Regions from separate parts of the Mus musculus genome. Here all the other regions are linked to region 1. The links are chromatin contacts, called in public Hi-C and HiChIP or PLAC-seq maps. All regions are on one chromosome and are shown on one strand. Each heading gives the region's core, a stretch centred on a gene start, on an enhancer-like site or on the middle of the called end of the contact. The rest is flanking DNA. Distances are from core to core; before and after follow the strand shown.

Region 1 (4,991 bases), core at 633-3,132:
GTGAGTAGAGGTGATATAGAAGAACCATCTACTGCTGAATTCTCACACTCACTTGTTCACAGCACTTCTACAAGATCTGAGTCTTTGCATCAGGGCAAAAAGAAACTTCTCTGACCTAGCTTGAGAGCAGCACAATCTATGAGTGTAAATATAAATAGTGAGAAGGCAGCTTGACACATTACCATTTCAGGAAACACCATTAAGTCCCTCGTCTAAAACTGGAACTATCTAGATCTCTCTAGTCATAGTTTTTAACTCAGTTTACAGTGCCAGATATGAAGTCCCTCCAGTGAAATAGGTCTCAAATCCAATCAGAACATGATTGGTTACCACTACAACTATTATGTATCAGTGGGCACAATGCGCTGGCAGGTTGTTATGTGGGTAACACCACATAGCATGTGGGTAAGACCACTGTTTTCTCTTCCTGAGCCAACTTCCCAACACCCTCCAGCACCATGAAAACTAGCCAGCAGGAAGAGAACTTCCTGATAAGTTTGAGATTGAATTCTTGATGTCTTTCAACTAAAGTGTATGGTGTATTCAGCAAAAGAACTTCCCCCTGAACCCCACTTAGTTATGTTGGCAACCAAGATCAAACAACAGCCTACATAGTTCTGGATCCCTCCAGGGCCCCTCTGACCAATAACTTGGTGGGCAAAATTTCATGTCCAGCACTGAAATCTTCAGGAAGGACTTAAACAGAGAAGGAGGATCTAGGGTTTTGGCAGCAAAAGGACCAGAGAGTGAGAAATGGAAAACCAAGCACACTTTCTCTTGGATCATTTCTGTATAGTGCAGCAGAATTGTTTGCCACCCTGAGAAGTACAACAATAGCAGCAACAATAACAGCAGCAGCAGCAACAACAGCAACAACAACAACAGCAACAACAGTAACAGCAGCAATAACATCATCATCAACAATAACAAAACCAAGTCAAGGTGTGCACAGGCTAGATCCAGCCCTTCAGGTTACACACTGAGACTTGGCCATCTAGAGATGCAGTGCACTGCAGCAGCCAGTTGGGGTCAGAGGTGCTTCATCTCAGAGAGCATCCAGGCTTTGCCTATAGCTAGCTCTGTCTTTAATTTCTCAAACTTGCAAACCCTCTACAGTCAGAAAGCCAGTTTAAATTCTCTTGGAGTTTACATTTCTGACCAGGTAGAGCCGATGCCTGGGAAGAAAGAAGTGTCTGATCTCATGGGCCTTGGCGAGGAGATTGGTTTCAACTTTAAAACACTGAGAGTTTTGAGTTTTGTCCACTTGTTCTCGTCCTATCCCATGTACCTCTGTAGATTGTGGATACAGGGCTCTCAAGGACACTGAGCAGTCATGGACACAGAAAAATCATCTCCTTGGCTTAAGCGTGCAAACACCTGGAACGGAGGACTCCAGCCTAGCTTCCTAAATCCTTATCTCCATGGTACCCTGAACACATTGCTTAAGTGATATTGGTGGGTGTAATTGGCTCATAAGTGTTTATAAGCATCCAGGTCAGAATAAGCTTGTGATAACCAACTCTATATATCTCTTTCTGCAGCCTACCTAAGGGATATCACGGGGATAGATAGATGGACAGGATCCATTGTTAGGATTGTTAGGGCCATAAAAATGTGCAAGTGTGGAAAGCCAGGACCTTCCTCCTGTGTTAACCAGCTTTCTGTCACTACAACAAAATACCCAAAGACGTTCAAATTTACAAAGAGGAAAGGTTTGCTTTGGCCATGGGGTTGGAGGTACTACTTGGTCCTATTGCATGTGAACTTGTGTAACAAGGCAAGGTAGAATCATATCACGGTGCCGTGGTAAAGCAACTGTTGACCATGTGGTCAGAATGTGGTAGAAAAGGAAGAGGCAGAGAGGAGGGCCCCAAGGACTACACAACCTCCTACTAGGCCTCTTAAAACGTTTGTCATCTCCCAGTAATGCCAAGTTGACTAAGTCTTTAGTACACAGGTCTTTGGGAGGAGGTGGGGGGCGGCTTTCTAGATTCTAGATATAAACCGCAGTGTTTGAAAGCTGGTTGCGAAACATCTGCGTGCACATCGATGACGACATACATTAGCTGCTCAGCCCAGAAGGCATCTGTGAAAGAGGAGGGGTAATCTCTGAGAATCAAAAGGATCTTCCAGGATAAATCGGTCTAGAAACTATAGTCAAGAATCCCCCAAAGTGATTTTCCTGTCAAGGGCAAAGAAGACATTAAGTCAAAATTTCCTGTAGAATTTTTAATGGTTAGGCGATGGTGCTAAATGGCCCACAAAGCCACGTGACCTCCTTCCCTTTCTAATCCTAATCTTAGACCTTGAGAAAAATCTCAAACCTCTTTAGAAAGAGGCATTATTGTTTCTACAAAGTGTGTGTATGTGTGCGTGTGCGCGTGCGCGTGCGCGTGTGCGTGTGCGTGTGTGTGTGTGTGTGCGTGTGCGTGTGTGTGTGTGTGTGCGTGTGCGTGTGTGTGTGTGTGTGTGGTGTGGGGGGGGGAGTGAAGTTGAGGGACACCATCAGAAGGAAAGAGTGGCTATCTTTCTCCTTTGTGTCACATCAGGGACCATTGAACAATGTATGTTTGCTCATGTTTGTACAACGCAAGAATTTAAACCCATAAAATCAGCTTTGCTTAGGGGAGACAGTTTCACAGGCATAGATGATCATCCTTGCCGCTCCTTCAAAGTTGCTGGGAGACATGGTCAACGAGTCTGCTGGAGTGTAATGTTTAGAGCATTTTATTCACAGGGAGCATTTTAATCTACATTTTTATTGTTGTAATTAAGTGATTTGAAAGACATTATAGACCTGGTGGTGTTCTGGGTGTTTTGGGAAGATGGCCAAATACAGATGGCAACTCATTGGCTCTCTTTATGTAGCCCTGGCTGGCCTGGAACTCACTATGGAGACCAGGCTGTCCTCTAATTTAGAAATCTACCTGCATCTACCTCCTGAGTGCTGGAATTAAAGGTGTGTGTGATGATGCCTGTCTGCTGAGCTGAGTACTTCAAACTGATCTATGGGACTTGAAGTTAGCTTTAGGAAAAGAATTAACGAAGAAATCAACGACCAGTGAAGGCCTGGAGAAACAGAAGTCAAGAGGTGGAGTTGTTGCTCTGAGGATAATCCAGGGCTGAGTAAAGCTTTCTGGAATCACCAATCTAAGGCTGGCTTCTCAGAGGGGCATGAAAAGGCTGGTTCTGGGGTCTCTGAAAGCTGGAGCCAACTGCTGCTGCTGCTGCTGCCCCTGCTGCTACTACTACTACTACTGCACCCACAGGAAGAGCAGTAAACAGAAGGATTGGGTCCGTGCACTTCGGTCCTCACATCCTAAGCCACCCTAAGCTAACTGAGGTACTTACCTTTCTGTGCCTGCTTTCTTTTTCTTTTTTTCCACTTAGCACAATGATTTCTGGTTTCACCTATTTTCTTGCAAATGACAAGATTACATTATTTCTATGGCTGAATTGCACTCCACAGAGCACATGTATTTTGGTGTCTTATGCATGAGTCGTGCTGTGGTGAACACTGGCATGAAGATGCTTCTTGATAGACTGCTTTCATTTCCTTTAGTTATCCAGAGAGAGGTCTGGTTGCAGGACCGTTTTGTAAGTCTCTTTCTGGCTTTCTGATGGGGCCACCACACTGCTTTGCACAGTGTCTTATTGACATTCCCACCCACAGTATACACAACTTCTCTTTCTTCCACACCTCTCTTTGTTACATTTATCATTTTCATAAGGGCTATTTTTTACTGATATCGCTGGTTTTGTTTGTTATTTCCTGACGACGAGTGATAGTGAACTTTTTCACGCAGTGGTTTATAATTTGTGTACATTCTTTTTTGTTTGTTTGTTTGTTTTTCGAGACAGGGTTTCTCTGTGTAGCCCTGGTTGCCCTGGAACTCACTCTGTAGACCAGGCTGGCCTCGAACTCAGAAATTCACCTGCCTTTGCCTCCCAAGTGCTGGGATTAAAGGCATGTGCCACCAAGTCTGGCATGTACATTCTTTTAAGAAATGCCTATCCTTACCCTCTTTTCTCATTAGGTTGCTTGTTTTTATATTTCCTGTTTTTGATTTTTTAAAAAAAGTTTCTTGTGCATTCTTCATGCTAAGCTCTTGGCAGAAGTATAGCTTGCAAATATTTTGTCTCTTCTTGTTTGTTTGTTTGTTTGCTTGTGGGGTTCTTTTGTTGTTGTTGTTGTTGTTGTTTAAATCTCTGACAATATTTACTGTGGCATAATGTTTAGGGCTATTTTGGCACTTTTCATTTTACCTACCTAGGGCTATTCTCCTCTTTGGCATTAGCTACCATCTTATCTCTTCGAGTTTTAATTTTTATGATTATTTTTCTCTCTGAGGTACTCAAACTGGAAAGAAAGCACTTTGCACATATTGAGGAAAACAAAGGAGTCTGTGAAAACTGACAAGCTACATTCTACATCAAAAGTCGATCTGGGCCTATAAAGCCAGCTGCTTGGTGAGGTACTTGTTCCGGAGACCTGAATTTGATGCCCAGCTCCATGGTGGATGGAGGGTGGGTGGGGGGAGGCTGGAATCTGGATTCAGTGGACGAGATTTGTAACTCTAGCACCAGGGAGGCAGGGACAGATGGCTCTCTGGGGCTTACAGGCTAGCCTTCTCGGAGCTTCAGGTCCAAGTGAGAGATCTTGTCTCCACAGGGCTCATCTCTTACCATCTGACGTTGCTTCTCCATCTAATCTTGCCCTCCCTTGTTCCTGTATCACCAGCTGATCTGAATTTAGGAAATGGTCCTCAAGTTCTACATCTCCTGGTCAGAAAATCCGATTCTTGCTCCCCTTTCCAATAGCACCTTGGAGGCAGACCTTGTATTATTATTGGTTTTCAGTGTTGAGTCCCTTTTCACGTTTGAGAAATCTCCCAATCCATACATTTTGGAAAGAGTTTATTTCTTTTTTTTTTCTCTCTCTTTCTTTCTTTCTTCCCTTCTTTCTTTCTTTCTTTCTTTCTTTCTTTCTT
Region 2 (4,991 bases), core at 1,416-3,915, 620 kb after region 1:
GAAGCGGGGGTGAGATGAGAACTCAGGGCAGGAACCTGAAGGCAAGGACTGGAGCAGAAGTCATAGAGGAATGCTCTTTACTGACTTGTGTTCTGTGGCTTTTTTCAGCCTGCTTCCTTACACAACTCCGGACTGCCTCCCTAGGGTTGGCACTGCTCGCAGTGAGTTGGACACCCCAAGTCAATCACCAACCAAGAAAGTGCATACAGCTCTCTCACAGGTCAATCTAGTGCAGTGTTTTCTCAATTGAGGTGCCTTCCTCCCATATGTCTGTAGCTTGTATCAAGTTGACCCAAAACTAGTCAACACACACTCCTCCATGTCCTGGTCCTGCATATGGCAAAGGACATAAGGCCACCATAACAATTCCAACAAAGCCTCCGGACCCACAGCTAGACCAAGGGGCATCGATTGCTTGTAAAACCTACTTCAAACGAGCAGGATTTTCAAAAGACACAGGAATTGCTTCTAACACTAAGTAGAAAAAGTTAAAACCTGAACTGGACAGCCACTTAATTCTTAAAAATGTCTGTCACCCCACAGCTGCAGCCTTTTTAAACAATTAAATTCAAGAGAGCACGTTGGTGACTCTGAAATTAGAACTATAGGGGGAAAATGTATTTAGACGCATTTTAGTTGATTAGACAATAACCTTTGAAATAAATCTACACCAAAGTAGGAGAATGAGGTAGTGAGGGAGGTGTGGATATGTTGGGTATAATTTTCAGGCTGGCATCTGAGGACGTGGAAGATCCTGTAAAGCTCAGGGCAGTGGGTTGGCTGCTACTGTGATGATTAATCTTCAAGGCCACCTGGACTGAGGTTTCAATCAATGAGGAGGTATGTGCATGCGAGAGCATCCCCACAGAGATACACCCTGGATCTGGGTAGCACCATCTCACGGTCCGGAGTCTGGAACTGAATAAAAAGGAGAGAGCGAATAGAATGTCAACATTGGTCTGTCTGTGTTTACTGACTGCAGACACCATGTAACCAATCACTCCATGTTCCCACTGTCATGCTTTACCAACCAGGATGGACTACATTCATTGAAACCATAATCCAAAATAAATCTTCTCCTCCTCCCCCTCTTCCTCTTCCTCCTCCTTCTCTTCTTCTTCTTCTCTTTCTCTCTCTCTCCCACCCTCCCTCCCTCCCTCCCTCTCTATTTTAAATATTTTTATTTTATGTGTATGAGTGCGTTGGCTGCATGTGTGTATATGCACCACATGCATTCCTAGTGCCAACGAAGTACAGAAGTTGGTGTCAGATCCTCTGGAATTGGAATTACAGATATAAACCATTGTATGTTTGCTAAGAACCAAACCTGGGTCTTCTGGTAGAGCAACCAATGCTCTTAAACAATGAACCATTTCTCTAACCCCTAAGCCCTTCTCTTGGGCCTTTTGACATACCAAGGAAAGAGCAACAGGGAGGGATATTTGAAATTTGCCTTTCTCCCAGAGAACAGAAGGATACTCTGTGTGTCTTCTCTCTGGAGCAGGGACTGTGACTATTCCTGAAAGTCCCACTTAGATTTTGTACTGGCCAAAGGACTTGATTGCAAATGATGGGAAAAGATTTGGAGTCATTAAACTGGAATTTATTATCACAATATCTGAAAAAAACTCAGCCCAAAAAGAAAGGTGGAGTCTCTGGGTCCCCAGCCAAGGTCATGTCAACCTGGTTGGGAACGAGGCAGAGGCAGAGGCAGAGGCAGAGGCAGAGGCAGAGGCAGAGGCAGAGGCAGAGGCAGAGGCAGAGGAAGCAGGTAGATAGATCACTGTGGGTTTGAGGTCAGCCTGCTATACAGATTGAGTTCTAGGCCAGCCAGAGCTACATAATGAGACCCAGTTTTAGAAAGAAAGAAGGAGAGAGAGAGAGAGAGAGAGAGAGAGAGAGAGAGAGAGAGAGAGAGAGAGAGAGGAAGATGAAAGGGTACATTCTAGATTTCCTTTCTGTGGCACTTTGAGAGTTACTGATGTTGGTTGCTTAGCAATGGTGGCGCATAGCTTTAATCTCAGGGCTCAGGAGGCAGAGGCAGGTGGATCTCTGTGAATTCAAGGTCAGCCTGATCTACAGAGCAAGTTCCGGAACAGCCAGGGCTGCACAGAAAAACCATCATGGAAAAACAAACAAACATGAGAATTACTAATATAAAACTGCAGTTCTCTCTGCTTTCAACTTTCCCGTAGCTTGGATCTACTTTTTATTTGAAAGTTACCAAATCAAACTAAACCAAGATGAAAACAGAAAACAAGAACAAAAACCAAAGGACTTATTTTTTTGGCTCTGTCCATGACCCTCTGATCCAAGCCATGTACATAAAGCCACAGGTGAGATGACTGTCAGTGGGGTTTAATTTATGCACACAGGAGGCAGCTGGTGAATCTGAAGGCACAAAATAGAGTTTAAGCCTGAATGAGGAGCACATTATGCAAAAGAGCCCAGTACATGATTGGTTTGTGACCCTTCATTTACTCAATAAATATTTACTGTGTGTCTGTCAGTATAGGATTTGGGGTGATAAGACAGACACTACCTACCTCCTCATGAAATGTACTGTGAAGTTAAGGAGATAAATAATTACAAACGATTGGAGAAGTGACTGTTTGGCTGTGGTGACAGTAATTACCACAAAGGAAGTGTGTACAGTGGGGTCTGAGATTGCACAAGCGGCACCTACCGCCAGCTCGTTTTCTTTGTCTCAGGCCTTCGGTATTTGCATATAGTATTAATCTGTACTTTGTTAAGCTTGCCCCTTACCTACTGCGCTAGCTTTATCTGTTCAGTCCACCCTCTTCTCCTAGGTTCTGGTGAATGACCAGGCTTGTGTTACTGCCATGAATCCAGAGTTTACAATGTTCAAAACTACCTTGCTATGCTGCATCTTGCCCTGGGCAGAGCTGGTTACGAGAGTTATGACTCTGGATAATCCAGAGAATATTCTCCTGATTCCCTTCACTTCCAAAGTGGATCTGCATTTTCTCTATGATGCAATAAGAGAGACCTCCGTTAAATCAGTGATTCATGGTCCACTCCTGTCCAGAACATTCTCTATTCCTGTCATGGGCAGTGCAGGAATTTTCATAGCCCCACTGAGACGGTGCCTATATTGGTTCATTTTCTGTATCTATAACAAAATGCCAGAAGTCGGTCATTTATAAAATAAAGAATTTTATCTGTTACCCAGTCCTGGGAGTTCAATGGCACAATGCTGGCATCAGCTGAGCTCTAGTGGTGGATAGCATCCAATTGTATGGGGTGTGGGCAACATTGCATGGCATGTTTATCTATAACATATCTCTCAAAAGGATTAACCAGGGAAGGCTAGTGAGATTGATCATAGGTTAAGAGCACTGGCTGGGCTGGTGAGATGGCTCAGTGGGTAAGAGCACCCGATTGCTCTTCCAAAGGTCCGAAGTTCAAATCCCAGCAACCACATGGTGGCTCACAACTACCCGTAATGAGATCTGATGCCCTCTTCTGGAGTGTCTGAAGACAGCTACAGTGTACTTTACATATAATAAATAAATAAGTAAATTAAAAAAAAAGAGCACTGGCTCCCCTTGTACAGGACCTGGTCTCAGTTCCCCAATATGTTCATGACTCCTCATAACTGTCTGTAGCTCCAATCCCAGGGGATCTGACACTCTTTTCTGGCCTCTACTGGCAAGGTACACATGTGGCCTATAGACATAGCTGCAGGCCAAACGTCAATACAAATAATAAATAAATATTTTTTTAAAAGAATGAGCCAGGTTTTCCTGAGAAGCACATTGGTCTTTTCTGAGGGACATGTCCCCATTTGCTTCCCACGGGACCTTCCTTACATTAGAGGCTGTGTATCATACCCTCACGCTAAGGTAGTGTAGAATCTTCACCTGCCCAACACATGGGCCTTTAGGAGACACTCTCAAACTGTATGCACACTGTGGCAATCCCTCAGAAGAAATGCTAATTGTCAGGCTTTGGATCTGCTACAGTCTCCTCATTTTGAAAGCATCAACTTTTCCTCAAACACACATGGCCGAGTATCTACAGTCCCGACAAGCGGAGATGGTGCCTACAATCTGGCCTTGATTTTCACCTTCTCGTTTTTTTTTCTTTCAGCTTCGTTTATGAGCAAAGATACCTCCTAAGATCCTAGCGTTTATGACTGTGGGCATCAACTTATGGGGAAACAGAACTGAGAGTAAGCCTTGTCAACAAAGCCGTGTAGGACCCATTTATTTAGACTTTGCAACGTTTGTTCGGGACTTCTACAGACATTGGCTGGGTCCCATACTCAAGAGGACTAAAGATGAAAAAAAAAGTAATAACAATTTCTGGACAATATGCTGGATTGAGCTGATATAAAAAGATCAAAGGCTGATATGACTGAGAAGGAAAAGTCCAATAAAAATTTAATACATGGGAAGCTGATGTCAAATAAGAGAAACTCTCATGGGTCAGACACAGGGTAGGAGTTGAAGCCACACTTCTTGAAAGAATATTGATAAATGAGTCTCAGCGCAGCGCTCAAGGACTGGACTGTTAGGGGTATTCATCTCCTCACAGGCCCTGGGCTGCTTGCAAAAGCCAACGACAATGAGGCTGTTTCTGCCCAGGATAATGGGCCGGAATATTAACAACTGTCCAGAGATATCAGCGGACCTTTTATCAAGGGGAGGTGGCCCCTCTTACAAATCAGGGGGACACATGCCTGGAAGAAGGACAGAGAGATGTCACACAGACAGGGAAAAATAGTCTATAAGCTCTGATGGCACTGATGACCAGCTCCATCCCAGGGCTATGATGTCTGCCACAAGAAGAAGGAGAAGAAGAAGGTGAGGATGGGGCTATGGATAAGCCTACAGAGGACAAGAAATCCAGACACCGATGAGAAGGAGGGTGGGGATGAAAAATAGCTATACCTGAAAGGGAACCCCAACAACTCCAACCGGGCAGCAGAGAACCAGAAAGAGCAGATAGATGGACCTGAACAGGCC
Region 3 (4,991 bases), core at 743-3,242, 510 kb after region 1:
TTTTTTTTAATGGAATCTCATACTAATAGAAAGGTTCCAATCACAAAAGAACTCACACAATATGTACTCACTGATAAGTGGATATTAGCCCAGAAACTTGGGATACCCAAGATATAAGATACAATTTGCTAACCGCAGGAAACTCAAGAAGAAGACCAAAGTGTGAACACTTTCCCTTCTTAGAATTGGGAATTGTTCCCTTCTTAGAATTGGGAACAAAACGCCCATGGAAGGAGTTACAGAGACAAAGTTTGGAGCTGAGACAAAAGGATGGACCATCTAGAGACTGCCATATCCGGGGATCCATCCCATAATCAGCTTCCAAACGCTGACACCATTGCATATACTAGCAAGATTTTGCTGAAAGGACCCAGATATAGCTGTCTCTTGTGAGACTATGCCGGGGCCTAGCAAACACAGAAGTATCCACTTTCACAGTCAGCTATTGGATGGATCACAGGGCCCCCAATGGAGGAGCTAGAGAAAGTACCCAAGGAGCTAAAGGGATCTGCAACCCTATAGGTGGAACAACATTATGAACTAACCAGTACCCCGGAGCTCTTGACTCTAGCTACATATGTATCAGAAGATGGCCTAGTCGGCCATCACTGGAAAGAGAAGCCCATTGGACTTGCAAACTTTATATGCCCCAGTACAGGGGAACGCCAGGGCCAAAAAGGGGGGGTGGGGGGGTAGGGGAATGGGGAGGAGGGTATGGGGGACTTTTGGGATAGCATTGGAAATGTAAATGAGGAAAATGCCTAATAAAAAAAATAAAATAAAATAAAATAAAGGTTCTGAAAGCACTGCCTTTCACCCTGGTGACTCCTCGGCTGCCTGCTCACACCCTTCATACCCACAGGTGGATTATGGGAGCCTCTCAGTCTGAGAGTGGTGCTTCCTCGGCAGGCTGGGAACATGCAGGTGGGCCAAATGCTCCAGGCAGTGCCCTGCTTTTGGCACATGATGGTAGAAGGGATGTGCACCACCCGTGTGTTCCTGTGCTGCCGAGACGAGGGGCCCCTGATAGGCAACAGACCACATAAATCCCATCTGTCATCCGGTTTAGCTGTGTGCTCTTAGCTCTGCGTTATCCTCATACTTACCAAATGATGATTTTTTTTTCCTTAGCATGTGTCAACTGGTACTTTGCTATTAGGGAGGTTAAATTAATGGGATACCATGTGACTTTTGATACATGCGTACACTTAACTTTAAATGCTACAGTCCATTAAAGGAATCCGTGCTCTTTGGGAAAAATGGCTGCTCCAAGGATCACGCAAGACAGATACACAAGATGGAGCTAAATGTATGACATATTCAAAGAATAACAGTGGCTTGCTGTGACAGGCAAGCCATTTATTTATCATATAATGTCCTTTATTTGCTGAAGATCCGTGATGGAAGGTCAGTTTCTGAGGCTTAGCATCTGTCCTGACTCTCATTCTAGCAAAGGTTCTGTATAACAGCCAATAGAGTGAATACGTATTACAAGGGTGTTTAGTAGATTGGCTTACCATTACAACACTAGGTGATCAACAAGAGCTGTCTGCATTCCAGACGCTGAGTCACTGGTAAACTGCTCAGCCCAGGAGCCTGGACACCTCAGCAGCACCGGCTGGCACTGAAGGGCTGGAAGATTTCTGGGAAGATGTGTATCTTTTAACTATGTAGGAAAGCTGAAGAGCCTGGGTTCTGATAGCACCATCTCAGGTCACCAGCAACAAGTGAAGGCAAGCAAGCAAACAACAGTTGTTCCTCTGGTCCTCCTTACATCTGGTTTGCCGCTCATGGAAGGGTGCTTCCCAGTGAGTGCATCCAGGCACTGCTGTTTGGCAGCATCAGAAAGATCTCTTGCCATCAGACACACGGACCAGGACATCCTGCCTCGCTCATACTCTGGACTCATCCTACTTACTGTTTAAAGCTGCTCACTTTCTATGTTATGATTGCTTTCCTATGTGTATGTGTGTGCCTGTGGAGGCCAGAAGAAGGCATATCTATAACTGCAGTTGTAGATAAGTTGTAAGCTTCCATGTGGGTACTAGGAACTGAACCCCAGTTTTCTGCAAGAACAACTAGTACTCTTAACTGCTGAGTCACCTCTTCAGCCCATAAACTACTTTTAAAAAAAAGATTTATTTATTTTATACATATGAGTATACTGTCACTGTCTTCAGACACACCAGAAGAAGGCATCAGATCCCATTACAGATGGTTGTGAGCCACCATGTGGTTGCTGGAAATTGAACTCGGGACCTCTGGAAGAGCAGTCAGTGCTCTTAACCACTCAGCCATCTCTCTAGCCCCCAACCCATAGACTCTTAATTTACCTGGGAAATCATGTCTACCCAGGCCAAATAATCCTCTTCTGTTAATGTCTTAGTATCCCATGTATGAGTCACCAGTCTCTTATTCTATAGGGCTGTGGGGTTGTCACTGTAGAGACAGTATCACCCTAGTTTCTATGGCTAAAACAGACTCAAGTCAGTTGAACTGGTCAGCAGTGGAGAAGAGGGGCACTGTCATATCAGTGTCTCCAAAGGCTGTGTAGGGTACTATTTGAGAGAACAACTATTGTTTAGGACTGAGGGAACAACAACCAGGAACTACCATAAGTCAAGGAACCTGGGAACAACTTGATACAGCCCAAGGTGGAAGACAGACAACGGGAAGCAACCATGGACAGAGAAAGAGTTAAACTCCAAAATATATATATATTAAAAAAAAAGTGTCATGAGGCTCAATTCAGGCCATGAAGGGTACAGTGATTGTGGCTTCAGCTTCTGAGGAGCGGAGCCCATCACCTGAGGACAGCTGCACCATCTGACCACCTTGACGCTGAGGTCAGTAGATACATCAAGCATTTGGACAATTCTGAACATCCAATGGAATATTTCACCCACACTTGACCCAACACACACACAGAGAGAGAGAGAGAGAGAGAGAGAGAGAGAGAGAGAGAGAGAGAGAGAGAGAGAGAGAGAGAGAGAGAGAACACGAAGGAAGCACACAGGAAGGATAGAGCAGCGGTTCTCAACCTCCCTAATGCTGTGACCCTTTAATCCAGTTCCTCATGTTGTGGTGAGCCCCAACCATGGAATTATTTTTTGTGGCTACTTCATAACTGTAATTTTGCTACTGTTATAAATCATAGCGTAAATATCTGTTTTCCAAAGATCACAGGTAACCCCTGTGAAAGGGTCTTTTGACACGTACCAAAGGGGTGTAACCCACAGATTGAAAACAACTGGGTTAGAGGAATAAAGAGAAATGAGGGGAACGAAGTATTAATAAAACAATTATACTAAAAGGAAGGAAGGGAGAGAAAGAGAGAGAGAGAAGGAAGGAAGGAAGGAAGGAAGGAAGGAAGGAAGGAAGGAAGGAAGGAAGCAAGCAAGCAAGCAAGCGAGCAAACGTAGGCGATGATGCACTGGGTAAGGCACTTGCTGTACAAGGCGTGGGGATACGAGTTTTAATCCTTAGAACTCAAAGCCAGACACAGCAGCACAGGTCTGTAAATCCAGCAATCTTACGGAGAATGGGAGGAAGAGCAGCCCCAGAGCTACAGGACCGCTGGTGAACACAGCAGCAAATAGTGAGAGGCTGTCTCAAACAAAACTAACGGTGAGGACTGATACTCGAGGCTGTCCTCTGAACCCTACAATTGTACACACACGCAGGGGGTAAGGGGAGGGGTGGGGGAGGATGCCAGATGAGGAGTAAACTTTATATACTGCGGGTGTGAATACAATGAGAAATTTTCAAAGTAAAAAAAAAAAAAATTAGAAAAATATTTTGAAGTCTAAAGAGTCTTTGGTTTGACTAGACTTTTTTTTTAAGTACTTTCATTTTTTTACTTTAAATAGATAAATAAATCTTTATCTTCCCTTGCTGCTGAGGGCCTGCATTCCCCTGTACTTAGAAAGAAAAAAAAAAAAAAAATCCTTTGACCATAATCCATGTCCAGCAGAGGGCAGCAGAGTAAAACTGATTTAAAGGGTTTCTTGGTGTGTTAACTTTGCTGAGAAATCTTAGTTTGTTATTCTCCACTCAAAACTACAGCATAAACCCTGGTGATTTCCTCAGAAAGCTGGAAAAAATACACACAACAAAATCACCAATAGTCCCATTTTTACAAACGAGAATCTAGATTTGGTATTTACCTTCTTCCTAAAATGACATGCCTACATGGTAACCTGCTGCCGAGGAAAAGCCAAGTCCAGACACTTGCTGCCTTCCTGCAGGGGCACCGGGTCTCAAACCCACTTTACTCCTGGCTGCCAATCACCCACCCATCCATCCATCCGTGCCAGCCGCCAATCATTGTCCTTTGAGTTCTGGAGATTCCTCCTCACCTCAGCTCTGCTTACAAACCCTGATGTCTGCCCACCGCTTTAGTGCAATGGGCTCACTCCACCTAAAACTTTATTCTCCACTATTGCCAAAAACAAAAGTCTGCTTTTCTCCCCTTCCTCTCACTCTGTGAACCCTCTGTGCTCTAGTCCCACCCCTGCACCTTGCTGAAGACAGTGACTCTCCACCTCGTTCCCCCTCAGAGTATCTAAGAACTACTGCCACCCTTCAGTGGACAATTAAGGCTGCTACACCTCCTGTGTTCTACACAGTTCTATGAGCACCATGCATGCTACAGTTTTACTAGATGTGTGTGGTTGTTATAATTTTGTCCTGGCAGAGGGCAGTAATGTCGCCGAAGGACAAAGTGGCTTTTGCTAATTTGCATGAAAACTAGCAAGAAACCACTTTTCTCATTTTTGTAGCTGGTCTTGGCTTCTTTGTGGGTTCTCCTTTTTCCTACTCTTTACCCCTCCCTCAAACCCCAGTTTCACCACCTAAGACTAGATCGGAGAGAAACAAAGATAGAGGGAAAAGAGACAGAAGGACAGAGAGACCCCTGAATTTAATGTCTTCCTATTATTTCTTCTTTGACCACAGCTACTAACCACAACCAACTTCCCTAAGCCACTGAT

What was found. A called contact is a pair of places that touch in the nucleus more often than the background predicts. HiChIP or PLAC-seq counts read pairs in DNA pulled down with a chosen protein or histone mark.
Region 2: an H3K27ac HiChIP or PLAC-seq map of acute myeloid leukemia shows a contact between it and region 1, with 3 times the contacts expected there. The contact joins two enhancer-like sites. A contact is called at or near these places in 2 of 15 datasets of contacts at CTCF or cohesin (large pre-B cells and pro-B cells), 2 of 484 Hi-C or Micro-C datasets (embryonic fibroblasts and embryonic stem cells), 6 of 115 datasets of contacts at active chromatin or transcription factors (acute myeloid leukemia, embryonic stem cells, hepatocytes and 2 more) and 1 of 9 other capture datasets (embryonic stem cells).
Region 3: a Hi-C map of the G1E-ER4 cell line shows a contact between it and region 1, with 3 times the contacts expected there. The contact joins two enhancer-like sites. A contact is called at or near these places in 5 of 15 datasets of contacts at CTCF or cohesin (embryonic stem cells, large pre-B cells, pro-B cells and 1 more), 24 of 484 Hi-C or Micro-C datasets (B cells, the Ba/F3 cell line, CD4 T cells and 18 more), 7 of 115 datasets of contacts at active chromatin or transcription factors (bone marrow-derived dendritic cells, embryonic stem cells, expanded potential stem cells and 1 more) and 4 of 9 other capture datasets (adipose tissue, embryonic stem cells, liver and 1 more).

The regions. Positions count from the first base shown.
Region 1 is chr13:112,255,637-112,260,627 of GRCm38.p6, reverse strand. No RefSeq gene overlaps it. Among named protein-coding and RNA genes, the nearest start is that of Ankrd55, 30 kb to the left of the region's middle. Within about 2 kb of position 1,882, at least 42 of the 459 cell types and tissues checked have an H3K27ac peak or open chromatin away from gene starts, as enhancers often do. A contact at or near this core is called in the G1E-ER4 cell line and acute myeloid leukemia, where this site is marked.
Region 2 is chr13:111,638,150-111,643,140 of GRCm38.p6, reverse strand. It overlaps Gm15286 (a long non-coding RNA gene), which reads right to left. Exons shown (of 5, transcript XR_873959.1): 4 at 653-918. Among named protein-coding and RNA genes, the nearest start is that of Mier3, 46 kb to the left of the region's middle. Within about 2 kb of position 2,665, at least 60 of the 459 cell types and tissues checked have an H3K27ac peak or open chromatin away from gene starts, as enhancers often do. A contact at or near this core is called in acute myeloid leukemia, where this site is marked.
Region 3 is chr13:111,741,417-111,746,407 of GRCm38.p6, reverse strand. No RefSeq gene overlaps it. Among named protein-coding and RNA genes, the nearest start is that of Mier3, 58 kb to the right of the region's middle. Within about 2 kb of position 1,992, at least 18 of the 459 cell types and tissues checked have an H3K27ac peak or open chromatin away from gene starts, as enhancers often do. A contact at or near this core is called in the G1E-ER4 cell line, where this site is marked.